Linked DNA regions of Mus musculus: all the other regions are linked to region 1. The links are chromatin contacts, called in public promoter capture Hi-C maps. All regions are on one chromosome and are shown on one strand. Each heading gives the region's core, a stretch centred on a gene start, on an enhancer-like site or on the middle of the called end of the contact. The rest is flanking DNA. Distances are from core to core; before and after follow the strand shown. Region 1 holds the start of Xdh (xanthine dehydrogenase). Region 2 holds the start of Myl12b (myosin, light chain 12B, regulatory). Region 3 holds the start of Lpin2 (lipin 2). Region 4 holds the start of Wdr43 (WD repeat domain 43). Region 5 holds the start of Togaram2 (TOG array regulator of axonemal microtubules 2).

The links. Promoter capture Hi-C pulls out the DNA fragments that hold promoters and counts their contacts. Capture Hi-C pulls out chosen DNA fragments and counts their contacts.
Region 2: a promoter capture Hi-C map of pre-B cells shows a contact between it and region 1, with 2.6 times the contacts expected there. The contact joins the promoter of Myl12b here to the promoter of Xdh in region 1. A contact is called at or near these places in 3 of 39 promoter capture datasets (liver and pre-B cells) and 2 of 9 other capture datasets (adipose tissue and liver).
Region 3: a contact with region 1 is called in a promoter capture Hi-C map of liver, with 4 times the contacts expected there. The contact joins the promoter of Lpin2 here to the promoter of Xdh in region 1. A contact is called at or near these places in 1 of 39 promoter capture datasets (liver) and 2 of 9 other capture datasets (adipose tissue and liver).
Region 4: a promoter capture Hi-C map of adipose tissue shows a contact between it and region 1, with 2.9 times the contacts expected there. The contact joins the promoter of Wdr43 here to the promoter of Xdh in region 1. A contact is called at or near these places in 2 of 39 promoter capture datasets (the 3T3-L1 cell line and liver) and 2 of 9 other capture datasets (adipose tissue and liver).
Region 5: a contact with region 1 is called in a promoter capture Hi-C map of hippocampal neurons, with 6 times the contacts expected there. The contact joins the promoter of Togaram2 here to the promoter of Xdh in region 1. A contact is called at or near these places in 2 of 39 promoter capture datasets (hippocampal neurons and liver) and 1 of 9 other capture datasets (liver).

Annotation. Positions count from the first base shown.
Region 1 is chr17:73,948,863-73,951,580 of GRCm38.p6, forward strand. Xdh (xanthine dehydrogenase) reads right to left here and starts at 1,334. Exons shown (of 36, transcript NM_011723.3): 1 at 1,216-1,334. The coding sequence starts at 1,266.
Region 2 is chr17:70,989,194-70,991,911 of GRCm38.p6, forward strand. Myl12b (myosin, light chain 12B, regulatory) reads right to left here and starts at 1,323. Exons shown (of 4, transcript NM_023402.2): 1 at 1,280-1,323.
Region 3 is chr17:71,182,200-71,184,917 of GRCm38.p6, forward strand. It overlaps Lpin2 (lipin 2), which reads left to right and starts at 1,333. Exons shown (of 20, transcript NM_001357791.1): 1 at 1,333-1,545.
Region 4 is chr17:71,614,832-71,617,549 of GRCm38.p6, forward strand. Wdr43 (WD repeat domain 43) reads left to right here and starts at 1,384. Exons shown (of 18, transcript NM_175639.1): 1 at 1,384-1,654. The coding sequence starts at 1,430.
Region 5 is chr17:71,671,934-71,674,651 of GRCm38.p6, forward strand. Togaram2 (TOG array regulator of axonemal microtubules 2) reads left to right here and starts at 1,328. Exons shown (of 20, transcript NM_177087.4): 1 at 1,328-1,566.

The DNA.
Region 1 (2,718 bases), core at 84-2,583:
CTGTGATGCAACCATTGGGCACAAAAGACATTTAAAAGATTGAGTTCAAAAGCCTTACTACCATCAGCTTAGGCATTTCACCCTAGCCCTTGTCTTGGTCCAAGCTTGCCCAACACACACACACACACACACACACAAAAGCAATATATCAGAGAGATTCAGGGATCCAGGGATGGGGCCACTCCCACTGAATCCACAGGCTTTACCGTACTGGTGTTGAAATGACTCCTAAAGTTTGCGTGCTAGTTAGCCAAGCAGATGCTGGCAGTCTAAGCCCTTAGGAATTCTTGAAATCACATGTCCATTCTTGCAAATTTCTTCAGAAATTACTCAGTCTCTTTAATCAACACAAAAGTGTCAAAATAAAAAAACAAGTAAAATTGTTTGGGGAGGGGGGGAAGCCTTTGGCCCACTCATGGTTTATGAAGTCCATGTGGCCAGTTACAGTGGGGGAAATGAGGGTTCTTCTCCTGTGACCTCAAGTGGGGAGCTGCAGTGCTGGGAGTACCTTGAAGGGAGGCCAACAACGCCAGAAACAATACACTTAGCTTGCTCCTTCTCTCCCTGCACCGAGTTGACCTTGCAAAGATTCTCAGGCTATCAGGGATTTTGTGGACCCCATACCACTTTACCTACATTCACAAGTGCCGTTTAAGGGGTTTGCAATATTTACATATAGAACTGAGAGATGGTGATGGAGGAGTCCTTTATGAAAATAATGACAATAATGGCTTGCCACAAGGTGTCAGTATATGTTGCCGCACAGTAAATCAGCTCTAGTTAAATCTATGTACAGGATCATATATCAGAACCAGTGGCTGTGTGTGTTTTATGTTCCGGCATTAGCATAAAAGTGCCCGCCTCCTGCTGTTTGTATTAAAGAGAGCCACTGAAACACTAGAAACAGAGAAGAAACACAGAAATAGGGAAGTGCTGTTGCCTCCTCCTCTCACCTAGACTCTGTTCCTTTTCCCACCTCTGAGCCAGTGTGTCCTCTAGCATAGAGTGGCCATCCCTCTCTCTTCCCTCCCCTTCCTCCTTTGCCCTCTGAGCGTCTTGCCTGTGTTCATCTTGCTCTAAAGTTACCAAACTACAGCAATATCTTTTGAGGGGTAAGATGAGACCAGAACACATCAAAGTGTCCACACAAGAGAAGTGACACAGGTCCCCTTTCAGACAGCAGAATCTCTAAACCAAAGGTCAACTGCCACTTACCTTTTTGCCATTCACAAAGAAGACCAACTCATCTACCGTTGTCCTCGTCATCGTGACGGCCGGAGTCCCCGAGCTGCTGCGAGGTGCTTGTAGATATCACTGCCTGCAACTTGAAAGATACGCCTCCCAGCAAAATGAAACAAAGTTAGCCAATGAGAAAGAAGCAGCTCCAGGCATGGACAGCTCTTGGCAAGAGTCACAGGTTTGCACAATCCAGGAAGGACCAGACAGCCAATCCACAGATCCTACTCTGTCCTCCTAGTCAAAGTGCACAGAGGAAAGTGCAGCCGTAGATTAAGGAAGCCTGCATCTTGGCACCAGATGACTGTGAATTCTGGGCACCTGCCCTTGTGAAACCTGCTTCATCCTCCTCCCACTTGCCATACCAGGAAGAGCAGGGAAGGAGCAGTTTGCCAGCCACTGAGGCTGATTCACTCTCTTCCCGTTCACACTTGTTATTTTCCCAAACCGGCTCACCCTGACACAGGCTCGCCACTGGCCTGCACAGCTCACTCTCTCAGGGCCTGGCAGAATGTGAAGGTCAGAGACACAGACCCTTATGTCCAGACTCAAACCCTGACCTTTGACTACAGCCTGTCACTTATCGCCTGCAGGACTCAGCTGTTTCTTCCTGGAAAAGGGACATCAGGATGACACCAAAAGCAGAAAGCTGAAAAGCAAAAGGTCTCTCGGGCGTGCCTTATAAACTTGCAGAGAATGGAAATAATCACTTTTGAACAGTCACAGGAACAATCCCAATAACAAATCATGTTCCAGAATTTCACAAAACTTGTCAAATTATCAGAGGAACTCATACACCAAAACATATTACAAGCACCAAGTAAATAAAATAAGCTAATACAACAACACCCACCACAGTCTGTTAATAGAGCTGAGAGCCCCCAGCTCCATCAAGGACCATTAGCTTCTGGTGTAAATGCCTATGCACAGCATCCACTCAGACAACACTCGTGGGCTCTCCTTGCTCCACCTCCCACCACTCCATTCCACCCATCTTCACATCAGCAGGCACTCTGTCCTTCCCCAGCCCTGCAGTCACTCAATCACTCAGCCAACCTACAGGGACACATGTGTCATCGTCCTGGAAGACCACAGAAAAGGAAGAAAAGTGCATGGTCAGATGAGCCTGGTGCAGCAACAACATTTTGGGAAACAGGACTCCTGGGACAGTCACATCATCAACACAACGCCCCTTTGCTGGCACAGCCCTGACGGAACCAAGAATGAACTTATTTGTCGGTCAATTGATATCCCAGTTTACCCTTAGACTTATGCACCAAATCCCTTCAAGTTTCTCGGTCCAGGATATTCTGGTCATCATAAAACAGTACTTGCTACCCGGAATCAAATTCCTTACGAAATGGGCAGTTTGGCTGTCTGGGGATGTTAGTGACATGCCTGGTAGGGCTGTTGTTGAAGATGATGATGATGATGATGATGATGATGATGATGATGATGATGATGATTATGATGCTTCTGAGA
Region 2 (2,718 bases), core at 73-2,572, 3.0 Mb before region 1:
GTAACCGGGGCAGATGAAAGCCATCCCTACACAACTGTATCATTCAACCTTGGGGGAATGGGGATATCGGTCCCATCCCTGGCTTTCCTAACTTTGGCCAACCATTATCACCCAGGGATCTGTCCTTCATAAGCTGCAGCTCAGTGAACAGGTGCCTTTGTGTGTGTGTGTGTGTGTGTGTGTGTGTGTGTGTGAGAGAGAGAGAGACAGAGAGAGACAGAGAGAGAAACAGAGACAGAGAGACAGAGTGAGGAGCAAGTGGATAGAAAAACCCTGGTGGCATCATATGAATTCCTGAAGTGATGTTCCCAGGCAAATGACATCACCTCACTTAAGGGTTTATTGAAGGAGAAAATGCTGTGATATTTCTCTAACACACAGGACTACAGCCAAGCCATCTCTAGAACAAAAGCTGTCAACCCGATTCCCTAAACATCCTTTGTCGTGTTACTTCCTTGTCGTGGGTGACTCCCCAAATCCTCTTACGTAATTTTTCATTTCTCATCGAGTTTTCAGTACACCTCTAAAGAAAGAGGCCTACCTTGGCTAACTAACTACGTTATTTTATTGTATAGGGTCTCGCCTGGGGTCGTGTGTATCCAAGAGCCCTACCCTAACTACCTTCCTCTTTCCCAGCTAGTACTCAGTTATTGTTCTTCTCCCTTCCGGCTGACCACCCGCGCTTCTTGTGCACATAATACGATGCTCATCTTTTGAGCTTTTTGCTCGGTACCTCCTAGCAGAGATCCACCAGTTCATCTTGGATCCCTGGCTCAATATGTTCTCCATTCTTTCCAGCTTTCTTCGAATTGTCCTCTAACAATGAGCTAAATCTTTGCAAGACCTAAGACCCAGTAAGGATTTATGCAAATCAGCCCATTTTAGCATTTGCTAACCAGGAACTCTAGTACCAGTTCCTGGTTTCCTCTGGCAGGAACCATACACCAGCGGGCTTCTCCTCCCCCAACGCGTCTAGAACAGATGCACGCAGTTGCGCTAACACACAGCTTGGACCTGCAGCCTGCAGCCTGCAGCCGCGGCAGGTGCGGGCAGCCGGGCACCAGGTGTCAGTCATCGGATGTCGCAGGCCCAGTGCACACGGTCCCGGGGCCTCGTTCGGCCAGGGTTCGCCAGCACAGGAACCGCGTAGGGCCTCGAACCGAGCCACCTCCGCTCCACCAGCCGATGGTCCAGCCGCCCGCAGGCTCCAGGCGCGGTTGCGCAGCACTAGGGACAGATGCGGCCCGGGAGATGCCCCGCGGGGTCGAGAGCCACTCACCTGACCTGATGCTGCACACCCGAGAGGATCCGACCGGCGACTGCGACCAGCGGAGGTTGGGGCGGGACAGTGGCGGCGCCGCACTTCCGGCCCGGGGGCGGGGCGGAAGGAGCACCGGCGAGCCCGGCGCGACCAACCGTGGCAGGGGGTTGCTGCAAGCGTTTCGAAGACCCGGAGGACCCAGGCAGCCAGCGGCGGAAACTAGCCTGGCTGCACGACCCGACGAACTCAGCCCCTGTAGCCGCGAGTACATATTCCCCAGCTCACTGGCACGGCATCCTCCTGCCGCAGCCGCGCCGGCTTGCTGGTCTCCCCGGCTCCCAGCGCAAGTCCCGCGCCCCTTCCGCATTCCCGAGCCGAGGGCGGAGCGCCAGCGCTGGAATTTGACCCGGGTGGGCTGGGAGCCGCCCTGGTTTGGGGGTCCCCTGGCGCCTGCAGCGGGCAGCCCGAAGTTGCCTGATTTAGCAGAGGGCAGTTGGCCTGGTTAAACTGAGTTTTAGATAAACAATGCTCAAGAGAAGGAATGTAATCCGGAAGAGGGCGGCGGCTGAGCACTCTCCAGTGGGCTCCAGAAACGTTCTCGCTTATTTGAAATTGCACTCCAGCCAGTGGCCTTTACTTTCTCCCCGCCGGGAGGTCATATTCTAGAAGTCTGATCAGAAATTCCGTGTCAGACGGTGGTGGCGACACCTTTGATTCCAGCACTTAGAAGGCTGGGGCAGCATCTCTGTGAGCTGAAGGCCAGCCTGGTCTACAGAGCTTAGTTCCAGGACAGCCACGCTACACGTAGAAAACCACCTCCCTTCCTACCCCACTTCCAAAAGAAATTCCTCCAAGGCAGGAACACTATGGTCTCCAGCACTGAGTATCCGTGTACTTCACAGCAGTCCAGACAATACAAATACAACTTAGGGGCCAGCAAGATGGCTCAGCAGGTAAAAGTGCCTGTTAGCACGCATGACTGAGTTATTTTCTCAGGGCCCACAGAGAACAACCAATTCCTGTAATTTGTTCCTTGAGCCCCGTATGCAGGTACCAGGGAATGTGCAGCCTCCTCCCCAAACTAGTAGATAAAATGTAAAATAAGATAATAATCCTAATAAATTGAGGGTGGCTTTAAATATGCGCTTGAAAAAATCAGGGTCTGGGATTGCGTAGGTCAGAGGTGGAGAATAGGCGCCAGGTGGTACTGATGCTGTATCTTTGATCCTATTTGTCCTCAAAAATCATTGCTTAAATAATTATGTTTCTTATAAAGTTATGGCACTTTCAGGGTTTGTTACATAAGTCTACCACCACTTCCTAGATCCTCACCCTAGGCAATGTAAAATCAGTTAATGAGCAGGATGTGGTGGGCACAGGCCTTTAACCCTGGCATTCCAACGGGTAAACTTAACACAGCAAAAGTCCCTCTCAAAAACCCAGAGTGCGCACAGGGA
Region 3 (2,718 bases), core at 83-2,582, 2.8 Mb before region 1:
TGATTGGTGGGGGAAGGTTCTTGGCCATGAAACTGGAAGGTGGTAGGGTCAGAAGGTGAGGAAAGACTCTGGGCAGTGAAGCAGATGGGAGTTGGGTGTGCCCCAACTTTACAGGTATCAGCTGGGGGAAGTCGAGGAACAGTCAACAAATATTTAATTAGTTCCTCTTCTGCCTCAGTAGTAGCATGAAGCAGGCAGCCACTAGAGAATGAGGAAAATACTATAAACATGAACCAATCCTTCTGAGTAAGGTGTCAAAGCCCAGAGGGGGCGGTGACAGAGGAAGGGCGGGTTGTCTGCTGCTTTCTGCATGATGAGAGGAAGGAAGCGTGAGAATATTTCCCTCCCAAGGTAGGAGGTAATGAAACTATCCCGAGAGAAACAGGAAAAGTCAAGAATGAGAAGCTAGAGAACAAACAGTAACAGCGTGTTCTACAGTCTGGGCTGCAAGCTACATTGGGCTCCCAATGGGAATGAAGGTGTAGCTGTTCCCAGTGCATTGACTTGGGGATTGAGGACTGGGTTCTCTGGGTTTAATTGCACTTCCCCACAGCGGAGGAGTAGTATTTCTCGAGCATTTACGGGAAACTTTCAACCTTGAAAACATTTCTTTCACTGGTAGATCAGATGAAGAGCCACGCTGAAGTGAAAAATCCCAGTAGGTTTGGGTGTCTCTGTGGACCTTGGTAACTACTGAGGCAATCTGGTTGAATTCCACACGGCGGTACTTAGGCAGGGAAACGAAAGGTTTCCCGGGTCCCAGCACAGACTATGCTCACCGCGCTTCATTGTTGCAAAGAAACTGCTGTGCCCAGGCCCATACCGGAGAGAGTTTGTATAAATGCATGGCTCAGCGGCCGGAAGACTGTGTCACACTGTTCATGCTCGCGGTGAGCACGAAGAAATTAACAAGCATTTAGAAGTGATGCCATGGCCTTCCATCGAAAGAACCAGCTGCAGATATACAAGACGAAAAACAGCCGCCGTCACTAACACTCGCAGCTGCAGCCGTTAAAGTGCACTTTTTAAGTAGGCGGTGTTATCACCGAGCTCCAAGGGTAAATAAGGAAAGATACGGGTTCTGCAGTGATCCCATGATGGTGCACTCGCGTTACGCGGGGACACCATTATGCAGCAGACCGTTTGCACTCTTTTTTGGTAGCTGGACTCTGAAGCCCGACGCAGCGCCGCAAGGTTGCCATGGGGACCGGAGGAAACTTTTTTTTAAAGCGCCCTTCTGAGGCCGGCGCCGGCGTCGAGCTGCTCTCTCCCCGGAGGGGCCCAGGGCTCCAGGCGCGCGGCCGGCGGGGGCGGAGCTCGCGTCACGTGGCCGGGCCGGGGCGGGGCGTGCGCGCAGTCTACCGCCAGCTCGGCCGCCGCCGCCGCTGCTGCCGCCGCCGCGTCCCATTCATGAGGCCCGGCGGGCTCCGCTGTAGCCCGCGGCTTCGGAGGCGGCGGCCCCGCCCCCTGCTCCCCCGCTTCTTGGGGCATCCCTGCGGGGCTGCACAACAGTCCGCCGAGTGAGAGCCGCGCGCGGTGCCGCAGGTAAGCGGGCCGGAGACAGCGCCGGGGCTTCCCGGGGGGCCGCGTCCCCGCTCGCGGCCTCGCCTCGCGTGGGCCACGTAGCCGCGGCCGCGCCGCCTGAGGACGCGCGGGCGTCTGCGGAGACCCTCACGTCGGCAGCGGTCCTCCGAGCCGCGGGCGGCGCGCCCGGGGACCGCAGCCCCGGGCCTGGGGGAGGGGAGCGGACGCCGGCGCGCGGTCGCGGTCATCCCCCGGCCGGGACTGGCGAGGTGCAGTTATTCCCTCAGGCCGTTGGCTTGCCCGCCGCCGCCGTCGCCGTCGCCGCCGCCTCCTGCAGGCCGCGGACCTGGTTTAGATGTGAGTAGCCTGTTGCCGGCGACCCCCGGGGCCCTGGAAGGTTCTGTCGGCTGTGGGAACCGGAGCTCTGAGGCCCAGTTTTGAGCGCCGCGGATCCACCCCAGCCTAAGAAAATTATTTTCATTCAAATTTAGGATGGCGTTTCGGAGCCATAATTATGCAGAACAAGACTAGGAAGATCGCCCTCGCTTTCAGAAAGTACTGGAACGCAGGATACTTGGAGAGGCACTGAGGGATTACTGAACAAGCGGCCACACACTTATTTTAATGCATCTTTGAGACTTAAAAAAAAATTAAAAATGGAAACTGAGGCTCTTGCATGGCGCTGAAGCTCATTTGCCCAGCAGTAGGGATGCTGGTTAAGTTGGTACCGAACCTCGCCTCACTAATTTAAAACGTTATGATAACACAAGTTGAATTTTGAAATCTATTTTGGGATCATTTGCCGGTTAGTGTCTGTGTTGATCCGACATTGATTGCTTTCACTGGCTTAAAACTACGAATCGTGGCAGGTATTGCTAGACTGGGTTAGCAACCCAGCCAGCCACCAAGTGTGGGAGGAAACAGGTGTTTTAGCCCTCGTTGGGCTGCCCTGCCCGGTGTGCCCTCTCACATTGCCCGTGGGTAGCCTCCTACGGGCTTCCTCCTAGTTAAATGTGTTCTTGATTGTGGTTTATCGGCCCCAGCGATCTTCAAGTTCGAGGTAGTAGCAGAATAGCTGTAGCATGCTAGAAATGAAATGGCTGGGTCTACTTTCGCGTTTGTGGCAAAATTGAGATTCGGCAGAGCAGCTGTATGCTTAAGAGGCTCTGGAAATGGGAGCATTTGAAAACCCTT
Region 4 (2,718 bases), core at 134-2,633, 2.3 Mb before region 1:
AAATTTTAACCCAGAATTGCTCCTGTTTAAAGGAAATACATGGACAAAGAGTGGAGCAGAGACTAAAGGAAAGGCCTTCCAGAGACTGCCCCACCTGGAGATCCATCCCATATACAGCCACCAAACCTAAATACTATTGCTGATGCCAGGAAGTGCTTGCTGATAGGAGCCTGATATGGATGTCTCCTGAGAGGCTCTTGCAGCCCCATTGGAAGAACAACATCAACCAACCAGTACCATCAGAGCTCCCAGAGACTAAACCATCAACCAAAGAGTACACAGGAGGGACCCATGGCTCCAGCTGCATATGTAGCAGAGGATGGCCTTGTTTGTCGTCAAAGGGAGTGGAGGCCCTTGGTCCTGTGAAGACATGATGCCCCGGCGTAGGGGAATGCTAGAGTGGTGGGGCGGGAGTGTGCATGTGGGTGAGGAAGCAGCCTGGGGGAGGTGGGTAGGATGGGGGTTCTAGGAGAGGAAACCCGGGGGGGGGGTAACATTTGAAATTTAAATAAACAAAATAACCAATAATTAAAAAAAAAGAACCAATAAAATAAGGAAAAAATTTCTTCTATCTATCTATCATTTATCTTTTGGAGACAGTTTCCCTATAGTCCTCGATGTTATAGAATTCAGTTTCTAGACCGTGCCTGCGTCTGCCTCAGATAGAGTGCTGGGATTAAAAGGCACACATCCAGATGGGAATATATGTTTGGTTTCTCTTTTCTTTTTTTTTTTTTTTCTTTTGTGTGTGTGTGTGTGTGTGTGTGTGTGTTGTTTTTTGTTTTTTGAGACAGGGTTTCTCTGTATAGCCCTGGCTGTCCTGGAACTCACTCTGTAGACCAGGCTGGCCTCGAACTCAAAAATCCGCCTGCCTCTGCCTCCCAAGTGCTGGGATTAAAGGCGTGAGGCACCACCGCCCGGATTCTTTATTTACACCCAACTTGACCTCCTCTCTTGTCCAATAGTATCTCTGTGTGTTAACACAGATAAAAGAGGCATCTTGTTTCTTCAAGCCCCAACTCTAACTTTGATAGAACTATGATTGGATAATTATTGTACGTACATGGCCACGTCCTCGAAGAGACTAAAGAAACATGGAAACAGCTGTTACAATCTCGGAGATGTAAGTAAATATTTCTTTTAAACATTTCGTCTAGTTGTTTCATAGGACGTAGTTTTAAAAGAAGGATCTGGCTCGGTAGTATGCAAATCACTTCCCCTCGCGCTTCCTTCGCAGGACAAGTTAAGAAGGACCCCACTGAGCCACCGTCCACAGGGTGGGCCCGGCTAAACGCTGGCCTGCGTCACGACCAGCCACTTCTTGGGCTCTCAGCGTTCCCTCCGCCCCACTTCCTCCCTGCAGGCCCCACCCCGCGCCGGTGCGCCTGCGCCCGGGCGAACACGTGGCTGCCGCGGAGCCAGAGCAGCAATGGCGGCCGGAGGCGGCGGTAGCTACGACCCCTTGGCCCCGGCGGGGGTCCCCTGCGCCTTCTCGCCGGACAGTCAAGCCTACTTCGCTTTAGCCTCTAGTGACGGTCAGCTGCGAGTATGGGAGACCGCCAACAACCGGCTGCACCAGGAGTACGTGCCTTCCGCGCACCTCAGCGGTACCTGCACCTGCCTGGCCTGGGCGCCAGCACGGCTGCAGGCCAAGGTAGGATGAGCGGGGACGGCGACGGGGACGGGGACCTCCTGCCGGGCTGCGGCATCCCGGGCCGGGCGGCGAGGCGCGTGGCACCCCTGGCGCGCGTGGCCCGGGGCGTCCCGGGAGAGAGGAGGCGCGGAGCCGGGCCGGCGGCGCGCTTGGGCCGGCGCCGCGGCTGCAAAGTGCGGCCTGGCCCGAGGGGGGCTGCGGGAGGGTGCGGCCCGATCCCGCGGTCTCCACGAGGTCTGCACCCCGGCTGCTTCTGGGCCGCCATGTTCATCGAAGCCTCTGCTCCCCCGGGGGGCGGCCTCAGACTTCCCAGGCCTGGGTCCCCATCAGAGCTACCCGGTGCGCACTTTAGGACCGTCTCGCGCTTCCGCATCCCGGACCCCGGTATTGGTTTTGCTTTGGGCACTTGGAATGCGCACGTCTAGGTTAAGTTCCTTCCGGGAGCCCCTTCCCTCGGCTCGGATGCGTGTTCAACACGTGTTCCCTTCTGCCTCTAGGTTGTGGGATTCGTCGTCCCACAAACTCTTTTCCATTTCTAAGTTCCCTTCTTTCTCAGCGGAGGTACAGTGAAATAGAGTAGGGCATATGATGTAGGTCCTGGTGATTTTTTTTTTTTCTCTCGTAGTTGGGAAACTGCTTAGTTAGGGAATCCTTTTCGCTGTCAGGTAAATGCTGCTCACTGTTGACTCACCCGGTTAGATCTCGGCACGCACGTGGTTAGGCAGTCGGCAGGCAAAAATCTGGAACCGGTGTAAAAGGTATCCTAAAATATGTGACGTTTTGCTGTCACTGATGTTAAAGTTGTTGGGATAGCTTACTCCTTCCCATCCCAAGAGTAAACTTTCACATAAATTTATTTTATCTAAGTTGCTATACTCTGTGTGACAGTGGTTAGCTACTTACCGGATTCCAGCTTTTCTTGGTGACAAAGAGCAGATATGAGGCCCTATAAGTCAAACATAATCAGATTTGTGAAAGTTATGTAATTGTCAGCATTAGAGCTGCTGCACTTTTTTTTTTAACTTTATACAGTTTTCTTTTTAACTTAACAGTCCTGTAAAGTG
Region 5 (2,718 bases), core at 78-2,577, 2.3 Mb before region 1:
CAGTTCCTCCCGGGGCAGCCTGTGCTCTCTGCATGTCCCCTGGACTCTGGAGGAGGGCCCCCAGGCTCAGGAATTTGGTAGCAGTCAGCTTCTCCCTCAGAGGACCCTGCTGGCGCCCTCTGGTGGGACCACTGCTCTCTACAGGTAGATAGCTAGTACTTTTTTCTTTTTCTTTTTCTTTTTTGAGACAGGGTTTCCTCTTGTAGTCCGGCCGTCCTGGAACAGGCCGGCCTCAAGTTCAAAGATCCTCCCCCCTCTGCCTTCCGAGTGCTGGGATCAAAGGCGTGTGCGCGCCCCTCTCCTGGTTTTCCATTCTTACTGGCAGGCCACTAGTGGCCTCGCTTGCTCTTGGAGCTTGCTCCTTAGAGAGGCTTCTGGATGGTCCCCATGGACCACAGAGAGGAAAGCGTTGTACTGGATGCATTTATTCAGCAGCTAGGCTTCCTGGGAGTGAGGCAGCCTGTTCCAGACTCCTCCGCTCCGTATTCCTGTGTCTGCCGAGCGGACTCCTCGCTGAGAAGTTGGAGGGGTTGCCTAAAAAAAAAAAAAAAAAAAAACCCTTAGTGTTTGGGCAAGTGGTGCTTTGAAAAGCTGTGTGCTCCTCCCCTGTATGCCTTGGAGGGTGGGCTGGAGAGGGTCAAGAGAGGGCAGGGCAAGAGGCAGGAACAGTTGCTATCTGAGGGGATGACACACCGGTGCACGGAGGGGCTCCTCGAGGAAGCACACACAGAGACTTCAGAGTTCCCAAATGTTTGGCTTTCGGCTACAAAAATATCTCTGTGGAGATAAACAGAGGGCCTATTCTGTTCTGGACAAACGCTGTGCTTCTTCCTGGCAGTACCATTTTATAGATGAGGGAAACTGAGGCTGAGCAAGGTTAAGCCCTGGTCATAGAGCGTAAAACAGCAACAGCAAAATCGAGGTCAGACCCGGCTCTGCTTGCTGCCTGCCCCTACCTGGCCTTTTGCCTACGGAGGCAAGCTGATGAGCAGAGAGGCCTCTGGGGCCTAGAGGCCGTGTGCATAGGATCACCTTCCTATGGCTCCTGCCTCAGTCTGCTGTACATTTCTTGACGCAGCCACTACCCAGTGGATCCCAGCTGGCTCTGGGATGCTTTCGTGCATTATCCCTCCCCCATGCTTTGTTGTGGCCCTAGAGGACAGGTTGGCCTCTGGGGCGTGCCCAGCACCGGGGGAAGCCACGGGGGAAATGAGGCCGAGGGGAAAAGTCTTAGTGCTCTCTCTCTCTCTCTCTCTCTCTCTCTCTCTCTCTCTCTCCTCCACACAGGGACTTGGGCTCCTTCAGAGAGCGGTTGCCATGCAGCCGTGTTTATTCAAGAGGAGCCTGGCAGAGAGCAGGAGTGTGCCAGCCGCGGCTGTGGGCTTTCTTGTACCTGCTTGGACAGAAGGCCGTGGCCTAGGCCTCCTAAGCTGGCCCTGGGCCAAGGCAGGCCAGGTGGGTGATGCCCTACCCTTGCCTCCCTCTGTGCAGGGACAGCATTGTTTCCAGAGAGACTAAGGACCCTGGATTCCTCCACTGACAGGGGATTGGCCTCTGGATGGAGAGGTGAGAGATACTGGCGTTCGCTCACCGAGCTGTTTGGATGGGAGGGCCAAGCCTTCGAAATCCTTTGAAGGAGGAGATCTGAACTTGAAGCAAGCAAAAAGAGCATAGTGAGGGGAGAGGGAAGCCGTGTCACAGTAGGAGATCTCTGCCTCTCTCTGGGTCTCTCTGAATGAGGCCAGACATGCTGCTGGCTGGCTGGTATGAGTCTAGGAAGAGGGCTGCTCTGGGCTGCTCCCTTCCCCAGGGTAGTGACCCTTGGCAATGGTTGGTTCTGCTCCTCTGGGCTAAATTCCCTGCGGGTGCTGAGAACGATGGTGCTGGCAGGAGTGGGGACAGTCCTAAGCTTGGGGACTAGAGCACCGAGTTACAGTGAAGGTTTGGAAAGATTCTGCTCTGGGTTTGAATTCTGACACCAGACACACTTACTGGACTATGGGGCTGGCGTTTGCACCTCTGAGTCTCAGTTTCCTTGTATGTAAAAGCTCTCCTGTCCCTGGTTTTGAGGGTGGAGATAGGTGGGCACTTGGCCAGCCCAAGGCCAGCGTGGAACTTTTGTTCTTGTGCCGCCAAGAAAGTGGAGATCGGCGTGTTTCTTGCTTGATTGATTTTGGTCTCCTAACACTGTGGTTCTACTGGCTACCATCCAGAACGAGGCCCACACTGATGGGAGGGGATTTGGAAGGGTGACTGTTTATTTTCCGTTTGTCTTTTGTGAGGCAGGGTAGCGCAGGCTGGCCTGGGAGTTGCTAGGTCACTGAAGATGGCTTTGAACTTCTGGTACCCCTGTCTCTCCAGAGCGCTGTGATCACAGGTGTGCCACTGTGCCTGCCCTCAGAAGGCCTCATTCTTCCTCAGAAGCGTAAAGGGTGAAGAGAGCTTCTATCTGTCTGGGCGTCAGTGTGGTAGCCATGGACCATGCTGGCCTCTGGTCCTAGGTGGGGGGAGTGACAGGCCCATAGCCAGGTCATCTTAGTCCTACATTGTTCTCACAACTGGCTGGAGTTCAGTCCAGGGAGCAGCAGATCCGAAGCAGGAGAATGTGGAGGAGGACTGGAGACGGGAGGATATGACCTAGGCTCTAATGAGACTTGCTTTTCAAGGCATATCGTCCCATCATTCCCGAGGGCCACCATTGTCAGGCAGTAAGGTATA